Regions from separate parts of the Mus musculus genome. Here regions 1 and 3 are each linked to region 2. A link is a contact called in public HiChIP or PLAC-seq and promoter capture Hi-C data. All regions are on one chromosome and are shown on one strand. The core of a region is the stretch at or near the end of the contact, and the rest is flanking DNA. Distances in the headings are between cores, read along the strand shown. Region 1 holds the start of Tbrg1 (transforming growth factor beta regulated gene 1). Region 2 holds the start of Ei24 (etoposide induced 2.4 mRNA). Region 3 holds the start of Msantd2 (Myb/SANT-like DNA-binding domain containing 2).

Region 1 (3,321 bases), core at 362-2,861, 860 kb before region 2:
GGGCCTCTGTTACTCATTCATTCATTCATTCATCCATCCATCCATTCATCCACCACTCATTTTGGAATGCTAGAAATCAAACCCAGAGCTCTTCACCTATAATATAAGTGCTTTGCCACTGAGTTAGATCACAGCCCATGGATTTTAAAAAAAATTCCCCAAGCTGGACATGGTTGTCTATGGCTATAGTCCCAGAATTTGGGAGATAGAAACAGGAGGGTCAGGAGTTCAGGGTCATCTTTCCCTACACAGAGAGTTTGGCACTGTTAAGAACCCAGTCTATCAAAGCCAACAAATAAACAATACCTTCTTTTTTGTCAAATTTGCAAGAAAATTGCCTTAATTGTAAAAGAAAAAGTCTCAAGTGAAAAAAAAAAATAATAATAAACATGTTTGGGACTATTCCACTGAAGTCTACTGGCCAAAAGAGCTTTCAACTAAAGCAGAGGCTGGGACTTTCCTCCTCATAGACACAACACACGAAGAAGATGAATAATACAAAAAGTCAGATAGATGTCAAAGTCTATGAGAACAAAATGCAGCTAAACAGCAAATCAGGCAGTTAAAACTAACGCTTTATTAAGAATAAAGTCAATTTCGATTACTATGAGTGCTTTCAGATTCCAAGCTAGAATTCCAGTATATATTTTCAAAGCAGTGTATTTTATAAGTTGTCACAATTCTGATGGCTTTTAAAACCAACTAAATCCACAGGAGCACCTTAGGTATTTGTGAAGGCAAATGGTACCCTGGAGTTGCATTATTAAGACCCAACCAAGTTCAAAAAAAGCAGCTTGTTACATGGGCAGTCATAGAAGAGTATCTACACGCTTTTTCTCTTGGGTTGCAGTTTGTCAAAACTGCAATGGTTTTTACAGTTTTCAGAGATTAAATACTTGGATCACTTACTGAATTCTAAGTTGTCTTTATCAGTATTAGGTTTTTCTCTAGTAATTCAGTGAGCGCGTTAATTATGTAACATACTTCTTGGCTTCCATGTACAACCGTAAACGTCTAGATTTGGAGAATTTAACAATAATTATCTTTTATATGAGTACACTAGTTTGGAAATCCACCCCATCTCATTTCTTACTTTGAGAGGGAGAAAACAAACAACAAAAACAAAATGTGAAAAAGAGGCTCAGTCAATTGGTTTGACACTACTGAAAGAAAAAAACGATAGGAAGTATGTGTACTTGAAACGCTCCTGGTTTCATTTTAAAACCACTGAAAGCCGACCTTGTGCTACTTAACATTTTATTAAAACAGTTTGCTAACTAGATACCAAGCTTTGGGGCAATCAAGGTCTTGTTTTACTATCCCCGAAGTTCACAGCCTAAGAAACACTTGTGCGATCAGCACATATGGGAAACTGAGTTCCCCGCATTAGTATTTAAGTCTGCTAAAACCCCAGGAAGGCCTGCTGCTCAGAGCAACCTGGGAAAGCAGATGTGGACGTGCATTCCCTGAGGGCACCTGCCTGAGCGTCTGCATCAGGACTTTAAACTCTTCCCTACTTCGCTGGCTATCAGCCGGGTAGGACCGGTTCTTTCCAGCTCCAGCTCCTTGCAACCCTGAGCCACACCCGTCCTCCCAGCCCACCGCTAGGTCCGAACCACCGCAACTTCCAAACCCGGAAGTTACACGTGGCGGTGCTTTTGCGCAACTTCCGGCGGGTCTTCCTTGGGAAATCGACTGGGAAGTGCCGAGGATCGCCATCTGTTTCTGCCTGCGCTCCATCCCCTCCGCGCCCCGGAGCTCCAGAACCCGGTCTGATCATGAGCGTGTTGAGCGGCCTGGCCTCCGAGCCGCGCACCCCGCTGTCCAGCAAGGCCAGGATGAAAAGGCTCCCGAGGAAGAGCCAGAACGAGAAGTACCGGCTGAAGTACCTGCGGCTGCGCAGAGCAGCTAAGGCCACGGTGTTTGTGAGTCTGGGTTTGGGTGGGGACTGTCTTCCCCACCTCAACTCTCTCAGAGAAAGAATATCCGTCCAGTGTTAGTTGCCTCGCTTGGGAATATTAGTTCCATATCCTTGCATAAGTTATTCCTCTAGTCCTGTCAACTCCTCTATAAATGAGGACTGAAGAGTGCTCCGCCAGCAAACTTTAGTCATTACCTTCTTGCTACTTTTCGTTTCGAGCCTAAGGAGTGTCTTTTAAGGCGAGCACACTGAAATGAAGCCCAGAGGGATGACGTGCCCTAACTCCAACTTGGATACCCTGATTCCAGTTTATTATTTACTCTACACAGCCTGTTTCCTAAGTACACCCAACCCTAACGCCATGGCTGCCGCTTTCGTAAACAGGCACCTAAATCTTTCAAAATTGTCCTGGTTGTAGCTCCCTTTGACGAGGCTTCTAGGTGTTTCTGCCTTCCCTCCATCCGAAACTGAAAGTGGAACTCAACATCAGGAAACAGGCTACCTCCTCCTGCTGAGGTGTATAGACACTTCCTGCTTTAATTGTAGGGATTTAGGATTTGATGAGTAAACTTCTTTACCAGCCAAGAAGTATTAGGGTCTAATAAATCTGATAACAGTCTAATAAATAGACTATTCTAGCTTAGCCAGTCACCTCAGTGCTTGCTTGGTAATAGGTATACGGTCCATATACCCTCACATCTGAACCTGCAGTTTAACACTTCTTTCTACAAGGTCTTTGTAGACGTATCGGGAAAAGTTTTGACTTTCAATTTGTTGTTGCTAAAACATTTAACGCTTGTATATGTGTCGAGGGAAATATGAGTAAATCAGGAAGTCAACACCTTATACTCACTGTTCTCTCTTGTCACATGATGTCAGAGCCTGCCTAATGCTTACAAGTCGACATTTAAAGATAGTGTTGGTTTCGTTAAGTATACAAAGATCTTATGAAACCAAAGGGTCTCCGTGTACTTAAACCAACTGATGCCTTGAACACCAATTTGAGGCTCCACCTGTGAAACACCCAAATAGGCATTTCCTTCAAAACTGGTTTCAAGACAGACTGAGCCATCAGTAAAGAATGATGGTACTTGGGTATATGCAAATAGATGATTAATTAAGAATTTTACATGCAAAACTTTTCATCCTTTTCTCTTCTCTCCCCTCCCCTCCTCCCCTCCCCTCCCCTCCCCCTCCCTCCCTCCCTCCCTCTCTCTCTCTCTCTCTCTCTCTCTCTCTCTCTCTCTCTCTCTCTCTCCCTGTAATTGTTCTGTAAGATACAGTGGGTCAGATTGTCTTTGCAAGGTCAAAGCTGTAAGCATAGAGAGTCTTTAGAATTCTGTAGTGGAGAACAAAAAAGAATTTTGTAGGGGGTCTAAATTAAGTCCAAGTCCTATATC
Region 2 (2,992 bases), core at 133-2,632:
TGGATGAAGGGAACTCACGCTTTCCTGCTTGCTCTTGCTCTCACTGGCAAGTCCATTCCTCCACTGGCAGTAGAGCCTACTACTTTGGGATTCCAGCGTGTACTGAAGACCAGCTTCGACACCCAGCCTTGTGAAGTGCACAACTGCTGAACTCTTGGACCTTCCATTCACAGGTAACCATTGTTGGTTTAGTTGGACCACAGCCTGTAAGTCATTCTAATAAACCCCATATATATTCATTAAGTTCTGTTCCTCTGGACTAAACTAACTGGGTGGTGGTGCATGCCTTTAATCCCAACACTTGGGAGGCAGAGGCAGAGGCAGGCCACCCTGATTTACAGAGTGAGTTCCAGGACAGCCGGAGCTATAGAGTGAAGCCCTGTCTCCAGCCTCCCTCCATCCCCCTCCAAAAAATAAAAGAAAACCCATCTCCAATCTTCTTCATTCCCTTCTCAGGGTTTATATGTCAGTCACTACTAACTCACTAGCTAACTTGTATGCTTTTCTTATACTTGACTCTTTCTGGGTTTTGTTTCTTAAATTCAAAGGAGAAACCTGAAAAGGGTAAAAGTGGCTTTTCCTACAGTTTCATGACAAGAAATTATGGAGCCAGGCTAGAAATGAGCCAGTTGAAAACAGCAATCTCTACTTGTTTTTTATCACAGCCATTCCATCATTACAATCCGCACTAAATGCTACCTAAGTGGTTGATGCCTTATATTCTGAATCACTCAAACTTCTGATCTCTTGCCTCCAAATTCCAAGTGCTGAGATTGTACTATCATGCCCTGTGTAATATAATTCTTGGACTTGAAGCCAGGGCTTTTTGCATGTGCATGATAACTGATTACTCTATTGAGTTTTTGTTTTTTGCTTTTGTTTTTTTCTGAATCAAGATGTTGTTACACAGCTCTGCCAAGGCTGGTACTTACTAGGTAGCCAAGGCTGGACTCGAATTTGGACCATTTCTTCTCTTCAGCTTTCCAAGGGCTGGGATTTCAGGTGTGCATCACCATACCTGGTTTATTAGTCTTTATAGAAAGCCTCCAAATTATCAAGGTGTCTCCTATTTTATTGTTTTCATCATTTGTTCTTAAAGGATATCAGAAAGACCAGCACTGATGTGTAGATAGATTAAGGAGGTTAACGATCGCTCAACAGTGAGAAGGGGTTTGACTAGGAGGCAACAAAGGTCTAGAATCCTGGACCTGGATACCCAGAATGAGTCTGGACTCTGAGGTCCAGCCAACTACAATTCCCAGGCTCCCAGACCACGCCCCCCGGTATGGCCCCGCCCTACCTCGCTAGCCCCGCCCCTGCCCAGCGACCGGCAGGCTGCCCGCCCGACTTCCCAGCTGCCCCGTGCGGCCCGGGCATGCCCAGTGTGGGCGCAGCCCCGGCTCTCCGAGCGCCCGGGCGGAGCGGGCAGCCGGGCGCGGAGCAGGCGAACCGAGCCTCGGTGGGCGAGCGCCCTGGCTGGAGCCGCGGCGGTAGGGTGGCGGGGTAGGTGCAGGCCGCGGCGGGCAGTGGGCTCGAGCCGCTTGCAAATCGCAGCCTGGGCGGCAGGGCCCATCGAGGGCTGGCAGGCCGGAGCTAGTTCCTAAGGTTCTGGAAGGGGCTGCGGCAAGGACCCCGGCCCCCGAAGGGCCCGGGACGCGAAAGGCGGCAGGGGCAGGCCTGGCGGCGGCGCGCGGGACTCAGGCTTTCCCCAGGTGCGGCGGGGCTATCTTTAGCTCCGGTGACCCTCAGTGAGCGAGGTCCGCACCTTGTGCGCGGCAGTGGCTGGGGAGGAAGACGGGTTCTCACCCCAATTGCCCCGACGCTGCGGGAGAGAAGGGGCCGAGTACCCCAGGTTGCCCAGGAGGCAGCCTGTGGCCGGGTGATGCGTGAGGGTGTTTACCTTTTCCCTACCTGGAGTGGGAAACACTGGCTTCCTCCCTTCCGGGACTTGAATCTGGTGGCTTCGGAATGAAAGTGCAGGAGTATGTCTCAGTAGGTGCTTAATCGGTTCTAAAGACTGTCAAATTTATTGGCCAGCAGTGTTTCAAGGTTTAAGGAAGGTGATGCTTGGGTTAAACAAAAATCCTCGTTGCAAAGCTTAAGCCAAAAAGTCCAGTCTCGGTTAGAACACTGAAGTTCCAAAGTTGGTTGTAATTAGCTTTCACTCACTGTTGACAAACCGTTTATATGTAAAATATTGTGAACCAGATGATGCATCTTGGTTTTCTCTGTTGTTAGAGCCCTTTGTGTCAGTCAGTGTGTGGTCTCAAATCGTGGAAGGTTATTTTTCTGCTTGTCTCAGCAATTTGTTAAACAGGGCAATTCATACCAAATGTTCTCTCCCATAGAAAAGTTGTTAGGCCCACGGTATAATAATGGCCTTTCCTTTAAAGGCTCTATTTGGTCACTGGTACTTTGTTAGTTGGTACATGAAGAAGCCGGGTATTAATCTGCCAAGGAGTCAAATAACACAGTGGTTCTGGGATATGACAGATTTTGAAGCTCCCTGTCTGGGCTCTTGGAGAAAACTAGAGTAATGGATTTTCTCACCTCAAGTCGGGTGTGTTCTTTAACAGGATTACATTTATCCAGAATTTTTTCAGCTTTGTTTATTCTGTCGTACTCTATCCCGTGAAGAATTTTAATATGCTACCCTTTATTTGTAGATGAGCAAGTTGTTGCTTAAGATGGTGGTACATTTGTGATATACCTTAGTGTCTTGGACATTTACTAGTTTCCTGGTCATGGACTGCTTTTTACCACAACTCCTAGAGCACTGGCTTTCTCTGTACACATGATTGAAGCTCTTGAGGTTTTCTTTTTCTGCTTTTTTAGGAGGGGGGAGTGGGAGTAGTAACAGATGTTTCCTAACCTTAGGAACTTCTCTAGGTGAGCACATTTGGGTAGGATTTGACGTAAGGAGCAGATGCAGGCAGCCTTCTGACTGTACTCCCTGTTTGTCCAGTTCTGAATGGCATCAGTCCAGTTGGGT
Region 3 (3,256 bases), core at 59-2,558, 690 kb before region 2:
CAGATGCATACTCGGTTTTACTTGTCCGCATCCGGGCACCCTAACTAAAGCAGAAAAAACCTGGGTGACAAGAGAGGGCTTCCTCAGAATTAGAAGCCTCCTGACTCTCAAGGCAACCTGACTCTGAAAAGATCGCCAGTCCAAATTCCAAAAGAACCTTCAAGCAGACTAACGTTCAAGGTGTCCTCTACTGTCCTCTACCTCCACGATAACAATACACGACCTTTCTTTCACTAAGCCTTTCCAGCTCTCCAAAAGCACCTCAAATCTTGCTAGTCCTTGTATCACCTCAACTGACAAGCAAAGCGACTGACACAAAAGGCCAGCCGTCCCAATGCTCTATTCTTGAAACTTCAGCAAAGGAAAAAAATCTTACACTGGGCGCTCATCCGGCCCTCTGCTACCCTTCCTCAATTCCATCCCAGCTGGAAAGCTTCAGTCTGGGAGCCCCTCTATCTGGGAACAAAGCAGTGCGGGCGACAGCACCCGCGACAGTTGCGGGCCCCGCGCACAATGAGAGAAACTACCAACTTCAGAGCGCAGGAACATCCTCAATTGGCAAGAAAGAGGGGCGGCGGCAGACACGCCCAACTTCAAACTCAGGAAACCTACGGGCTGGCGGCCATCTGGAAAGAAGCGCCCCTTCCCAGGGAGAGAAGAAAGAGGCGGAGCAGACACAAGGGATACCCGGGGCCCGGGAGGGGAGCCCCGCGCTCGGCCCGGCCCCCGCCCCCAGGCCCGTTTCCCCGCCTTCTCTGCCTCTGGTTCGCAGCCCCGGGCAGAGCGGCCGGTTACCTTGATGCGCTCCCGGCACTGGGACGGGGTCCGCTCGTAGCCCAGCTCGGCCAGGGCCCGGGACACGCGCTCGTACATGGCCGGCCCAGGGGCCTTGCTGCCGAATACCGTGCCGGCTCCCTCCAGCTGCTGGTACCGCGCCTCCACCAGCCGCTCGTTGCCCCATACAGCGATGAGCGCGTTCGTCTCTGCCGGCGTCCACGACATACCCCGGCAGGCGGCGGCAGCGGCCGCCGCAGCCCCGCCACTGCCGCCGCCGGGCGAGAAGGAGACCGAGGACGAGGCAGCGCCGCGGCCCCCCAGCCCCAGCCCGAGACCCCCGGACGCCGCGGCCCCCGAGCCCGCCGCGCTGCCGGGCCCGAGAGGGGAGGCTCCCCGAGGCGTGGAAGGGTCGGACAGCGATGGGTTCCCGTCGCTCAGGTCGCCGGGAGACGCCGGGGAAAGCACCTCCATCTTCGGAATTTTGAGCGGCGAGTTGGCGGGCAGCTCCGAGCCACAGGGCGCAGCCATCTTCCAAGCCGCCGCCGCTGCACCGCCCGGAAGTGACGCACCCCTGCATCCGGCCACCGGGGTCTCCGGGGCTGCCCTGGGGCCTGGCTCGGGGCTGAGTGGCTCGCCGCGGTCAGAGGGCCCGGAGGATGTGTCTGGCTGGCCCAAGCAGCCCGCAAATCTTCGCCTTTCCCCTCCAGCCAGCTGGTGCCGGCCGCTCCTCTCCCGGGAGGAGAAGCTGGGACCCGGCGCACCCAAGCTCCGAGCAGAGAAGGGTGGGGGCATGAGGGCGCGGGAGTGAAGGACTGGTTGGAGCCTCCCCACTTCCTTTCCAATCTCAACCCTCACAACAGGGGTGAGGCCCGCGAGGGCCTCGAATTAAGGACGAATTGGCTATTTCTGTTTTCCTGTCTCCGCCCCTGAGCCTATCCTCCCTCTAAGCCCGCCTTTAGGTACGGGAACCGAGGTCCAGACTGGAGACTAGGAAACCCTACAAAGGGTATGTGGAGGAAGGCAAAGCGGGAAGGCTGCTTGCAGTGGTTCTGGACAAGACTTTCGAGAACAGATATGAGTTAGAGTTTGCACGCTTTAGCTTTTCAAGAAACTCAGCCTCTATAGCAACTCTGATTGCACTCACGTGTTCTGCTAGGCAAACACCCTGTCACTGAGCCACACCCACAAGCTTCGTTTCGTTTGTTTTCTTGTTCCTCTGAGTAACTGTGTAGCCAATGATAAAGTAAATGTCTTTCTTGCTTTTATACAGTATCTATAATGGGGACATGAAAGAGCTCCAGAGCCCAGCAGAATAGCTACTCCGGTACCTCAGTCCACTGGGATTTGGGACTGGTTTAAAATTTCCCAGTCAAGTTCAAGGAAATGAAACTGTTCCTGTGACCTAGTAGTAAATTAGCACTCATCACTCACTCCTGAATATTTCCGTAAAGTCTTGAACATTGAAGTATCATATAGCTATAAGATATAACCTTGTTTGTGTGGTATTATTTTGGTTTTTGACACAAGGTTTTTCTGTGTTATCCTGGCTGTCCTGGAACTAAGTCTATAGACCAGGCTGGCCTCAAACTCCGCCTGCCGCCTCTGCCTCTGGAATGTTGGGATTAAAGGCCTGAGCTGCCACCACCACCTAGTCAATTTCCATATTCTTTAAAGCTGGAAATCCTGTTTATCTCAGATCATTAACTTTAAAACCTCAGTAGTGGCAGAAAGATGCCTCAACCAGTACAGGTATTTGCTGCCAAGCCCGCCCAATGACTGAAGACAACCTGCTCTCATGACTTGTTCTTTGACCGTCATACATGGGACATGCCACCCATATCCCCACACTTACACACAAAATTAAACTTCATTTTAAAATGTGTTCGTTTAGTTTTATGTGTATAAACGTTTGCCTATGTGTGTATGTGTGAAGGGGCCTGATGTTGGTAACGGTCAGCAAAAGGCATCAGATCCCTTAGAACTGGAATTACAAGACTTGCAAGCCATCTGCAGGTTCTGAGTCCCTTGTAAGAGTAACTAATGAGTAATCTCTCCAGGCCCCACGCAAGATAATTTAAAAAAAAGGGGGGGGGGGTGTTTGTTTGTTTGTTGGTTGGTTTTGGTTTGTTTTGTTTTGTTTGTTTTTTGTTTTTTCGAGACAGGGTTTCTCTGTTATAGCCCTGGCTGTCCTGGCACTCACTTTGTAGACCAGGCTGGCCTAGAACTCAGAAATCCGCCTGCCTCTGTTTTTTGTTTTTAAAGCAGACTGTAACTGAGGCAGCTGACCAATGATATTATGAATAAATTATGCAGTCTCTCTCGGTCACTCAGTGTTTTTCTAACTAACAAATATATGTTATGGTTTTGCAAGGAAAAGAAAAAGCTGAAGTCAGCCAGTTATAGAATAATGGTGGTCATTGTTGAAAAGCCAAAGGATTATGCTTTAAGTAATAAAATCAGGCATAACTATCTTCATCTG

What was found. Promoter capture Hi-C pulls out the DNA fragments that hold promoters and counts their contacts. HiChIP or PLAC-seq counts read pairs in DNA pulled down with a chosen protein or histone mark.
Region 1: an H3K27ac HiChIP or PLAC-seq map of double positive thymocytes shows a contact between it and region 2, with 6 times the contacts expected there. The contact joins the promoter of Tbrg1 here to the promoter of Ei24 in region 2. A contact is called at or near these places in 6 of 39 promoter capture datasets (the HPC-7 cell line, cranial neural crest, frontonasal cranial neural crest and 3 more), 3 of 115 datasets of contacts at active chromatin or transcription factors (astrocytes, double positive thymocytes and large pre-B cells) and 1 of 9 other capture datasets (liver).
Region 3: a promoter capture Hi-C map of liver shows a contact between it and region 2, with 2.8 times the contacts expected there. The contact joins the promoter of Msantd2 here to the promoter of Ei24 in region 2. A contact is called at or near these places in 10 of 39 promoter capture datasets (the 3T3-L1 cell line, the C10 cell line, the SN4741 cell line and 6 more) and 1 of 9 other capture datasets (adipose tissue).

The regions. Positions count from the first base shown.
Region 1 is chr9:37,655,602-37,658,922 of GRCm38.p6, reverse strand. It overlaps Tbrg1 (transforming growth factor beta regulated gene 1), which reads left to right and starts at 1,611. Exons shown (of 9, transcript NM_025289.3): 1 at 1,611-1,925. The coding sequence starts at 1,779.
Region 2 is chr9:36,795,724-36,798,715 of GRCm38.p6, reverse strand. Ei24 (etoposide induced 2.4 mRNA) reads left to right here and starts at 1,382. Exons shown (of 11, transcript NM_001199494.2): 1 at 1,382-1,503.
Region 3 is chr9:37,487,373-37,490,628 of GRCm38.p6, reverse strand. It overlaps Msantd2 (Myb/SANT-like DNA-binding domain containing 2), which reads right to left and starts at 1,308. Exons shown (of 4, transcript NM_146222.2): 1 at 796-1,308. The coding sequence starts at 1,305.